3 separate regions of the Zea mays genome follow, and all the other regions are linked to region 1. A link is a contact called in public Hi-C data. All regions are on one chromosome and are shown on one strand. The core of a region is the stretch at or near the end of the contact, and the rest is flanking DNA. Distances in the headings are between cores, read along the strand shown. Region 1 holds the start of LOC103636220 (anoctamin-like protein Os01g0706700). Region 2 overlaps LOC100285766 (IAA-amino acid hydrolase ILR1-like 4). Region 3 holds the start of LOC100192626.

Region 1 (3,979 bases), core at 1,016-3,515:
TTTCTTTTCTCCACAACCACAGACACAACACCAAACTCCTTTTCCTCAACAGTAAGAGAATCACTCAAGAAGCTGACGTTGTCCAGGTTTTTGTATTCAGATAGTGAACAATGAATACCCCATCTGTTGAAGGGCGTCAAAGAGGTAAGGAAACAGTTGTGAGAAAATTAGCTTGATATTTACAGATCAATATGAGTTAATGGAAGATCAATATGAATCATGTATAACCTTGCAAGAAGTGCTGAATTCTTCCGTTTCCAAAATTGCAGAAAGAGGACAGCCCAAGAAATAACAAAGATAAAGAAACCAGGAAGAACCAACCACTGCAATGATCTGGATTCAGCGTGGGGAGGACAGAGGAGAAAATTAGAAGTAAGAACAGACAGATTTTTTAAATTTTATCACTAAATTTTCCAACAGAGGCCATTGCAAGCGAAATGCATACCCAAAATCTATGAGTTGAGTTGCCAGTCCAAAAACAGCTGGGAAGAAAAGCCATCGCGCATACATTCCTAGGAACGCAAAGTATGTTGCAATCTGCAGTTCAAGGTGGAGTTTTAATCAAGTAGAAGGTAGAAAAATATTACCTTGCTTTAGACAGAATGGAACGTAAATTTAGTACAGAACATATAAGCTGCACTGGAGACAGTTCTACCTTTGTTCCAAAATAGGAGTAAATCTCATCGATAGGCTGCCATGTGAAGTCAAGCCAATTAAGCGCCCAATTTCTCAGGAGTTGCTTCCTTTTAATTTCATCTGCAACGGAATTGTTAGTTGGTATACAATAATAGTTTCACAAATATGAGCATAAATAGAATTAAGATTAGTGTACCATGCAAAGGGAATACTAGCTTTACAACTCCTTCAGCTTCCAGCCTTGTTAATAAGGACTCACTTTGCTTCCAATGGAACTCCTTATCATCAAATTTAAGGACTACTTCAGAGTTTGTCTTGTTCACCTGGATTTATCAATTCCAACTTGCTATCATATTGGATATCCAAATTAGAAAAGAGCCAAACAGTTGGTGGATTAGTTATACACTTCACTTGTCATGCATAAATCAAGCAAAGAAACATTGAATGGGAGTGCATTGATCTGACAAAATCTGGATCAGCACAGAAACGAAGTACACATGTCATTGGTAGTCTTATAGTGCAGACCAAAGAAGCGAACATTAAAAATACATCCGCATGTACATTGTAGAAGCATTAGTGATAAATAAGCGTGCATAACTACAATGTGTTTTAATCACATCAATAGATATACGTGGCGACTGGCCGACTGCCATGAACTTACAATGCCATATATCAAGTAGCGGAAGCAGGAATAGCGTTCTCTCCAGCTGAACAGGGAACCGTCTGTCTGCCTAACGAATGCTGCAACCTGGTCCGATTGAAACTGAAGCTCCATCCCTGAGACCGAAATTAGGAGCAACATGAAACACGTCACCCACCACCAACCACATTTCAAAATTCAAATGCTCCGTAGATACAGCAGTCCAGCTACCGATGTAGGTTAGCTTCTTCATATGCATCTCAGCAGCAGCTCTCCCCAGGGTCCCCATTGGTGCGGCTAGCTAAATTCAAACAGCAGGGCCACAAGCATTAGAACGAGAGAGAGAAAAAAAAACAAGCAGCACGCGCTGCACAATTTCCGAACGAGGCAGATAATAGAGGGCTCGCGCTCTTCTGTATCGCCGGTTTGTTGCTTGCGTCCGCTCAAACTTTGTGCGTAGCCCAGATACAGAATTAAAAAGACAAGGAGATAAAATAATAATAAAAAACAGCAGCGGCACGCCGGTGCTGGGTCACGGACCTTGATGAACTCAGCGGAGACGCCGCGGACGCGCTCGACGAGCAGCCCGGCGCCCTCGAGCTCCCGCACCAGACGCGCCACGCAGTTGTCGGTGGCCCCCGCCGCGGCGGCGCGGGAGAGCCTGGGCACCACGATGCCCACCTCGAACCCCGTGGCCTCCTCCACATGCCCCTCCCCTTGTGTCCTCATCCCTAACTCCGCCCGGACCAGATTGGGGCGCGGGGGAGGTGCGAGACGACGGCGGATGCGAGGAGGCGGACACGCATGGGCGGAAACGGGGGAATGCGACGCGAGGAGGATGCGGAGGGAGGAAGAGTAAATAAACAAAAGGAAAGCGGAGCGTGCTTTGTGAATGGGAATGGCGGAGGGCCGGAGGTGGAGGAGAGGGAGCGGGGGAGGAACGGACTGTGATGAGGACCGGTGTCCGCGTTCGTTTCGTTTGCTTTTTAAGATTTAAAAAATAATTATTATTATGACCGGCTGGTTAGTTGGCGTCCCAACTGTCTGTGTCCGAGCAGGCAGCGCTTGCGGACGTGCGGCGACCGGTGCAACTCCGACTCGCCATGGCCCATGGGGGCCATGGGGGAAACTATTCGTGGGAACCGTGCGTATCATTTTGTACAGGATGAGATTTTTTAAATAAAAATGAACAAAAATTGTAGTAGAGGAGGCGGAAGGGACGAGGCGTGTGATCTGAAAGCCGTGCCCGTGGGTACTTGGGACCATGTGGCAGTGGCACACGGAAAGATACGGAACGGAGTATATGTGGAGGCCGGTTTTCGTCGGCACGGGGAGTCGGGGACAACCCGACAACCTATGAGGCTGTCGTGCGCCCGTGCGGCTGGCGGTGGAGCGCAAACGCAATGGGGGTCTTCGGTTCTTCGACCTGACGGTTGCGTGCCGTCCATTTCATTTGGCGCCACCGAGGGCCGAGGCCCGAGGGGGTGCCCTGCCGCGCCCCCCGGCTCCCACGGTCTCTCTCCTCGTCGTTATCAGGCTGCTGCTTTGTCCCTCACCATTCATCGAGACTGTAACAGGCTAACAGCCAGCGCTCTCTGACGTGATCCCTCTCCATTCCGCTTCTCTTTTACGTGCACCGGTGGGCGGTTCCCTGTGCAGCGCGGCAATGCTCTCGTTCTATCTTTCACTGGGCTGCAGACTGCACTCAGCAAACGTGATTCCTTATCCTTTGTGGCTAGTCTAGTCACGGACTTTCTCACTAGCGGCTTGTGAGTGACTAGCTGAATCAAATCAGATAATAACTAATAGCTAGCCAACGACTATCAGATAATATACATCCAGACTGGGTTTTAATTAAGCTGCGATCAAACACCGCAATAAAAGCGACCCGCTCCCTCTCAGTTCGCCTCGATCGAATCCTCAATCGCGGAACGAGCACTTCGCTCTTGCTCTACCGTCGAAGCAGATCGACTCGTATCTGCATACAGTTATTTGCAGCACTACTAAAGATTAGTCTTTTTATTTGTCTCATTTAGGTCATTTAAATGCACTAAAGTTAATAATTAGCGACTAAAATTATCTAAAGACATATAAATACCCTAGCTAATACTTCATCTATTAGCTATTTTAGTAAATTACTTAATAGCTAGCTAGCTATTTGTTAGTTAGCTAATTTCACTACTAAATTTTTAGTCAACTAACTATTCACTCTAGTGCATTCAAACACCCCATTAATATATAAATTATCAAACGGTGGAACTAAAACATGAACTAAACTGTTTTAGTCTCTAGTCACTCAAGGAGTGACTAAAAAAGACTAAACCATATTAATTTCACCTTTTGTCTCTCCATTATTTCATTTGCACTAATGACGGAAGAATACTAAGAAATATTTGGTCCTCTTATGTTCATTTAATGTTTTTGAATACTTTCAGTCTATAGAACAAAACAGGGTAGAGGCTAAACTTTAGTCTCCTAACTAAAATTTAATCCCTGGACTAAAGAAACCAAACGGGCTCTAAGAGGGTGTTTGGTTTCTAGGGACTAATTTTTAGTGCCTCCATTTTAATCCTGAAATTACTAAATATGTCTGTTTTAGTTTCCGTTTTAGCAATTTAGAGAGTAAAATGGAATAAAATGGAGGGACTAACAATTAGTCCCTAGAAACCGTTTATAGGAACTAATTTTTAGTCGCTCTATTTT
Region 2 (4,060 bases), core at 732-3,231, 130 kb after region 1:
CCGCGGATTGCGAAACGATCACCTCCTCGATGCGACGCTTCAGCCGCATGAAGCCATCGCTGGAGAAGCACCGAAACGTGCCGCCGATCGCCACGGAGTCCGGGATCACGTTGAACGCGCCGCCGCCCTGGAACCTCGTCACTGTTACCACCTGCGAGTCCAGCGGGTCCGCCTCCCGCGAGACGAGGCTCTGCAAGCTGAGGACGACGCTGGAGGCTGCCACCACGGGGTCGACGATGTTGTGGGGGGTGGCGGCGTGGCCACCGGCCCCGGTGATCACCGCCTCGAAGAACCCGCACCCGGCCAGCAACGGGCCGGCCCTAGAGCCCACCACGCCGGTAGGGAGCATTACGGTGACGTGGAACCCGAATATGGCCTCGACGTTCTCCACGGCGCCCGCCTCCACCATCTTCTTGGCGCCAATGCCGACCTCCTCTCCCGGCTGGAAAAGGAGGACTACTGTGCCCTGAGAGAGAGAGAAAAATATTCAAACCTTTGGCTATATCAACTTCTTGCTTTCCTTGCACACCGCGAAAATTGCATAGAACAACGCAAGAACGTCTCTACAATACTTGTAACTTCTTCGTGCATCCATTACTAGTTTATATACCTAGTTTTCGTTGGAAATGGAAGGGGCTATTTTAACATGGAGAGTACAAGTGTTAAGATATGTTTGAAAGCAACCTAGTTTTTAATAAACCACTTTTTATTTTTTAGTTAGGAGAGTTCAACTTCTTGATTTTTAAAAAACTGAGAATCTAATTTGTACCATATTCAAATTTTACATACATTCATATACATTGTAAATGTTTCCATGAAGACTTGACAATATTACAAGTTATCGTTATATTGGTGTGTATTATTTTATATTAGAATGCTATCTTGTTTACAACAATCACCGTGCATATTAGCGACAACAATCACCGTGTATATGACGTGTCGTACATACTTTAGAAGCTAACGGACCATCGCAACACCTAATCAGCACATAGTACATGATTTGCAATGCGATACAAGAAATCAGGTCCAACTCGAATGCTCACGTTATATTATGACATGCTACGCAAGCTTTGCAACTTTCCCTTCTCCAAAAGTCTGCTTCTTTTTTTTAAAAAAAAAAAACAAAGCCATCGCACTAATAATTGAGGGTATTCAAGGAAACTCACATAAATCGTTAATATTATAGAAGCTGAAGTCTATGATTAAGCCAAACACTCATCGGATCCACCTAATAATTTATTGAAGTTGTTTTATAGTGAAGCTGGGAAACCAAAGCTACAATTCTTGAAATGAAGCTCTCCCAAACAGGCCCTTAAGGAGCTTCGAAGATTTCATGAAATTGGCCTCAAGTTTCAAATTTTTTTAAATCTAGAGCTCGTGAAGTTTGACCTGTTTGGATAGAAGAATCTACTATAAACATGAAATTCTTGAAACGAAGCTCTCCCAAACAGGCCCTAAGTCATAAATTGATATATTTGAAACCGTCTCAATTTCTATAAACCAGTTTATTAAAAACTGAGTGCTTGACAAGTCCTTAGTTGTTTTATGAGAAGAGCTAGCTAGAACTAACGATACCACCAGTACTCTTCCATCCTTCCATCAGAGGGGATCATTCTCTCAAATCAAAATGGGGGGTGGGGTCTACACTAGGATAACGTCTATATAAATACTTCGTTTTAATTTTAAAATATATGGTAGATTAGGATCCAAAACTCTCCATATAAGAATGGCTAACGACTAGTCAAATTATAAACATGATTAAAACAAAAAATTGTTTCTAGCAAAATTTTGTTTATGTTATAGCAACTGAGGATACCTTATAACAGGAATCGGTAGTTTCATTCGTGGACTGCCACACGTGACACGTCTTTGTTGACAAACATCGTGCCGGTGAGACAGAGGCATAGTAGAAAAAGACATCTAGCGTACGACGTGTGCGCCCCGGGAATCTTTAGTTTCTTGTTGCGAGGAGAAATTCCTTTTGATGTGCACGTTTTAGCACAAAAGGTCAAACTAGGCCACGTGTGTGCTTACTGCTAACTGTAATGGTGTCCTGCACTCAAGATTTTAAATAGGAGGGTAATTTTATTTGGCGGCGGCACTCTTGATAATCTAAAAAAAGCTACAGAGCATATAATATCATCTAGTATTCGTTTATTACTTGTGCAATAAGGTAAAATCTCTTTATCAATTGCACAAAAGTACCGAACTAAGAGATTGTATTTTATGAGCTATTTTGGAACATGTTTATTCATATATATAGGTCCAGTACTTCCTATGGCTTGTTTGGTTTGTTCAGATTCTTAAAATCTAGTACAGAAATCTCATATTATACCAAACATGTCTCATTTTTATGTAGATTCTAGACTCAAAATCTGAGTATCCAGCTACACCTTGATAATACGAGATAGGGGACGTTACCCGAAGCTAAAATCTCATGCCTACCAAACGGGTACTTTGTTGATAATCAATTAGAATTAATCAATATACCGATCAATAATTATTTAATGGTTCATTATGTACAAGACACTGGAGATATATAAATTATAGTGCAAAGAATGAATATTTGTCTCGATCAAAATTAACAGCGCTAAAAAATACTGCATTACCTATACATATGAATATAGGTCACTGAACTAAAGAAATAGACTAACCCATCCCTACAAATTAAAAGTAGATCACTCAGGGTTTGTGTATATAGATATTAGAGATGTTAAAATTGAATTAGATTTAATACTAAATCTGTCTAGTATTGAAAATGGGTTACAATACAGATATGTTGTTTGGATATAATTGGAATTGCATTTATAGCTAATACAGAGCGAGGGTCTAGATTCTGAATTGTGAAAGGTAATTGTGTAGTTATAGTTTAATACCGAGAATTTGAACTTTAGTTTCAACTCTAAATTTATTAGACAACCAAACATCAAAATTTGAAAATCATGATTCCAGTTTCCAATTCCTAACCTTAATATCTTCATCCAGTCGAGTTTCAAGGTATGAAATGAATGCAAATGTCACAAACTAAACTTGTCCCACAGCTCTAACATGAACACCCATTCACATCCATGGTGGCTAAACATTACGTTCAGTTACTGACCCATACTCGTGTGAAAACTAATTAAGCTACTTAAACTCTAAGAACACTTCATCTAGACGCCGTAGTTCAACTTCAGTGGAACTATGTCTTCACGCACGAGAGCTTTGGTGATGACAGTGACACGCTTGGAAACGTCCTAGATATAAATGTGGATTCAGGTGGAACCAGGAACTTGAAACGTTATAGCTTTTGATAATCTGTGGTAGTAGCAACTAGTCATATTGATTCTTATTTGTAGATTAATGGACGAATAATTAGTCTGTCTATTTAGATTTTTGTGGATTAAAATTTAGTCAATTACTACCTCCAACTGCTACATATGTTCTTGAATATTTGTCGTTCGATTAGTTTATTTTTGAAATAAACCACGATAAATAGAAAAGAACATAGAGAATACTTGTTTATTACAAGTTTTGTGGCCAAACAATCACTGCAACCGAGGAGACAAAGCAAATCCAGGCGCTAAATTACCTTCTACTAGTTTTATATTTAACAAAAAGCTAAGACACTGCAAAGAAAGATATCGAGGGACTTTGCTATAAGGTTCATTGTCACTTTAAGGGTTTGTTCAGTTAGAAATGAATTGAAGAAGATTGAAGATGATTAAATCCCTTGCTAGTTAAAAACGAATGGAAGGAGATTTAATCTTCTCCAATCCATACGTAACTGAACAAAGTCTAAAGGTGAGCACAGAGATCTCAAGCATCAAGCAGGAAAATGACTTCGCAACAAACCAAAGCACATACCAGCGCTAACCACTAACTGAGATGAAACCTGCACACACAATTTGCAACAAATATGCAAGCGCGCTTTGTGCGACGACAATGAAGGGAGGGAAGGAAGAAGGCGAGCGAGGTTCTAAGCTGCGACCAACCTGCAGGTCGTGGCGGCGCTCATGGAGGATCCTGGCGGCGCCGAGCAGCATCGCGGTGTGGGCGTCGTGGCCGCAGGCGTGCATCT
Region 3 (4,000 bases), core at 778-3,277, 150 kb after region 1:
TTCCATGTGATTGAATGGCAAAACTAGCACGGAGGAAATTATGAAGTAGAGGAAGTAGAAAGTCGTAACCAAGTTGGTAATTGCTGCATGAGTCAAACTAGCATCGGGAAATGTGGCAATGAAATGGAAGCAACCTCATTAGTAATAATAAGACGACTAAGACTATCTCAAGCACTCTACCCATTTTTATAACAATATTTAAACTTCAGCCTACAAACAGTGCAAAAACAATATAAAATAGTGTTTTAATGACTATGTGGGTAAACTACTGGACACGACCTAATTAGCTATACATAAACTAGAGTTCGTCATTAAATAGTGAATACCAATAATCAAATTTGTGCCATTAAGTATAAGTCTCGCTAAATTTCAAGTGTCTAAATTTTAGTTTTCTTACTGTTATGTCGTATATTTTATGTTAATTAAATTTATAGGTGCAATCTTCTCCTTTCTCCATGCCTTCTCTTATTAAGGAGCAAGGCTCTATCCTACACACCGCCTGGAAAGAAGGGGTGGAAGAAAGGGGGAGGAGAGAAAATGAGGAGAACTAGAGTTTCCATCATCATCTGTCGTCGTTCAACAAGCTAATTTCCTGGAATGGACTAGGGAGGGAGGCTAATTTCATGGTGATCAGTGATGAAGACATCACAAGCTAGTAGGATTAATTTTCTCTCTTCTTCTTCCTTCTCTCTTCTACTCTACCATCTACCTCTTCCTCCAATGGAACAGAGACTTATTTTTCTTCCTTCTTCTCCTTTCTCGTTTATACTCCACCCATATATCTAATGAAGTTTCATGCACGTAGGGGGTCTGGAGCCCCCCTTGAGATCCTCCCTATGCTCGTGGTTGTCAACGTCTTAAATCACTTCAACCAATTCTCGAACAAACAACTTAAATCTTAATGCCATGATGTTATAGTTTGATACATCATAAACAAAACGGTTAGCCTACAAGAATTAGCCACTCATGAAACATGGGACAATATGCTCCAACAGAAAGTCGGTTCATATGCAGTGCGCCTTTAGTAGAGTTCCATTAGCGTCCCATTTGTATTAAATAAGCTGTCATATATATAAGTGCTTTTAATAATTTGACAAAGGTTTAGTAAGATAGAGAGAAGTGAGTTCTATGGAGATGAAATTCTTTTGACATGATGTACCAGCTCTCCGTGTTATAGAATTAAGTATTTACTATAAAGTTACGGAATAAAACTTTCTATTTAAACCCAGTGTTTCATCTATGTTTTATTTCATTCTATACAACGTGCAGTGTTGAAGACAGTAATAGACAACTCACCATAAGACTGGCATGAGTAGTAAACACTAAATAGCGCACCTTGAATTGTTTATAAAGACTGCAAACAAGTTTCACCATGGAGATCACATTGAAGACAGTAGTATGTATGCACGTACATAGATAGCATTGGGTCAATAACTATAGGACAAAAGTAGCCTTGGGTAGTTGGGTCAATAAACTACTTCAGGCTAGCAACGTTTTAGCACATGAAGGGACAGCAAGGGCACCAGGCGCCCACTCCACTCCATCTCGCTGCCAGCTGCTCTGCCCGGCCCGGCCTGGCCTGCATCAAAGGAGCAATGGCGCAGTAGGAGTGCAGGAAGTCCCATTCCGCCTTCGTTTTCCACGTGAGCCCTGCGCGCGTGCAAACAGAAACAGCGCATGCATCAGTCCAGCTCAGGACGTGATCTCCCCCTTGTTTTTTTTTTGCTTGCAGACTCTTGCATCATGTCGGCACCAATAATTCAGGAGCGTTCCTTCAGAGGACGTACCCTGGTCCTGGCGCATCAAATTGCGTCCAGTTGCGGCTGCGTCAGCGTCTGCGAGAAACACGAGGAGCGCAGGCATTGTTTGCAGTGGCCATTTGGGGTGTCTGGTCTCAGCGATCAGTTGATGTAAATTGAGCGGCAGCAAAAGGACGTGCGAGCAACTTGATGCTGCAATCACCGTGCACATGATGATAATATATTTTTCCCTGCTACGTGGTTGGTACCTCTAGCACAAGTGCATATGAACATATACGTCCAGCAAGACCAGATAGTAGATAGGCCTCCCACGACAGCAACTCACCTCCCGGGCCTACCAAGCAGTCTCTAGAAACAAACAAACAGCGGCAATGTGCTAATCTCTTCTGCATTTGGGCACGGCAATCCTGACCCGACCCTCCAGATTTCCCGTCGCCGAGCCACGCGGATCGAGTACCCGTCGAACTCGCCGCTGTCGGATCGAGTACCCGTCGAACTCGCCGCTGTCGGATCGTTCTCGCTTGGGGCGATCAAGCTAACGGGATTTGAGGAGATCTAGGCCAGCCGCGGGCAGCAGCCATCAGCCATGAGCGAGGTGTTCGAGGGCTACGAGCGGCAGTACTGCGAGGCCTCCGCCTCGCTCTCCCGCAAGTGCACGGCTGCATCCGCCCTCGATGGAGGTGAGCATGATTCCCATGGTTAATACGATTCCTCCTCTGTGATTCCGCTGGGGGAGCACCTGCTTTTGTTGATCGTTTGTTTTTGGTCTGATTTCGGTGGGTCTATCCGCAGAGAGGAAGAAGCAGAAGCTCTCCGAGATCCAGTCCGGCGTTGAGGAAGCTGAATCGCTGGTAAATAGATGCCGCGACGCGTTCTGTTTTGGGGATCCCCGGGATATAGGACATTTGGGGAATGGGTAGAAAAGCAGAGATTAGGGATTTTTCGTTTCCGTCGGTGCAGTTTTGGTGTTCCGACGGAGTTGCGAGATGTTTATGTGCCTTAGTCTTCAATTTGGGGGTTGGGGGAAAGTAATTTTATGTTTTTGTTTTGTGTCTGCAGATTCGGAAGATGGACCTGGAGGCAAGGAGCCTACAGCCTAGCATTAAGGCTGGTTTGCTTGCAAAGCTGAGGGAGTATAAATCTGACCTCAACAACGTCAAGAGTGAGCTCAAGAGGATATCTGCGCCCAATGCCAGGCAGGCTACCCGGGAGGAGCTCCTGGAGTCTGGAATGGCTGATACTCTCGCGGTGAGCTAATGCTAGGACTTGACTGTGTCTACAAAGTATTCACTTCAATGCATAACATATCACATCAGGTCAATTATTGTAGATTGCATCAGAGCAAAAACGTCATAGGTCCAATGTCTATGAGCTAGAAATAACTGAAAAATAAATGTGCTTGTACTTTTTAAATGTGGATGTGGTATTTCATATCAGGTGATTTGGTTTGCACTGAAATGATCAGAATTTATCTTTTTTGCCTTGGGTATTATCATACCCATATAAGTGGAATACTAGTTATACAGTCTAAATGATTGATGGTGCAATATCTGTTATTTAGTTGCATTTTGCTTGCAACATTGTGCATCATTGTAACAATGGGCCGTGTGTACTAGGAATTTGTTCAATGAATGGTTTACATGTGCATGTCAGTGAATCCAGCTGGATTACTACATTACATTTTGGGCTTTCACTTCTTTTTTTTTTCAATTTTGGATATCCAAGTTTTAGCAGTACAACTCTGGCAAGATCTTGCCATCATGTTTATATATGCTCTCAGTTCTCACTCAAGCATATCTGACCATCAAGTTTAATCTATGACTTTCCTTGTCTTACTGCTTAGATGGTATGATTACAACTTTTGTTCTGTATGAAATATATGCTATGTATTCAAACATAGTTCCTTATCAAGGTTGACCCTTGATGCGCCGCAGCCACTATTTCTACTTTTATGCTATTATGAACGAAACTTTCTCGATATCAGATAGTTTCACCTTTTCATCCTGATATACTATATTTTAAAATTTTGATTCAAATTCTTAATACTGTACCTTATACTACACCACCGATTGGCATCTGTGTGGCTGATCACCTTTACCTCCCATATGGCCCTTTGTGCTTCACTTAAGTTTAATGATGTTGGTAGCATAGGGTTACCCTTACTGCGATCATCTTCATATTATTAATGGATGAACGAGAACTGTGGAAGACGTGATAGAAGCAAGAAATTTTTTTTGTCT

The links. Hi-C and Micro-C count contacts between places; a contact is called where the count stands out from the background.
Region 2: a contact with region 1 is called in a Hi-C map of leaf, with 6 times the contacts expected there. The contact joins the enhancer-like site here to the promoter of LOC103636220 in region 1. A contact is called at or near these places in 2 of 25 Hi-C or Micro-C datasets (ear and leaf).
Region 3: a Hi-C map of leaf shows a contact between it and region 1, with 6 times the contacts expected there. The contact joins the promoter of LOC100192626 here to the promoter of LOC103636220 in region 1. A contact is called at or near these places in 3 of 25 Hi-C or Micro-C datasets (ear, endosperm and leaf) and 1 of 3 datasets of contacts at active chromatin or transcription factors (seedling).

What each region holds. Positions count from the first base shown.
Region 1 is chr8:157,925,608-157,929,586 of Zm-B73-REFERENCE-NAM-5.0, forward strand. It overlaps LOC103636220 (anoctamin-like protein Os01g0706700), which reads right to left and starts at 2,266. Exons shown (of 16, transcript XM_020542670.3): 1 at 1,817-2,266; 2 at 1,508-1,577; 3 at 1,298-1,413; 4 at 833-959; 5 at 656-756; 6 at 446-537; 7 at 229-333; 8 at 1-123. The coding sequence starts at 2,005.
Region 2 is chr8:158,058,565-158,062,624 of Zm-B73-REFERENCE-NAM-5.0, forward strand. It overlaps LOC100285766 (IAA-amino acid hydrolase ILR1-like 4), which reads right to left. Exons shown (of 3, transcript NM_001413757.1): 2 at 3,975-4,060; 3 at 1-466. Among protein-coding and RNA genes, the nearest start is that of LOC100285766, 3.2 kb to the right of the region's middle. Within about 2 kb of position 1,982, at least 2 of the 20 cell types and tissues checked have an H3K27ac peak or open chromatin away from gene starts, as enhancers often do. A contact at or near this core is called in leaf, where this site is marked.
Region 3 is chr8:158,075,563-158,079,562 of Zm-B73-REFERENCE-NAM-5.0, forward strand. It overlaps LOC100192626, which reads left to right and starts at 2,028. Exons shown (of 5, transcript NM_001137840.1): 1 at 2,028-2,440; 2 at 2,553-2,611; 3 at 2,820-3,008. The coding sequence starts at 2,347.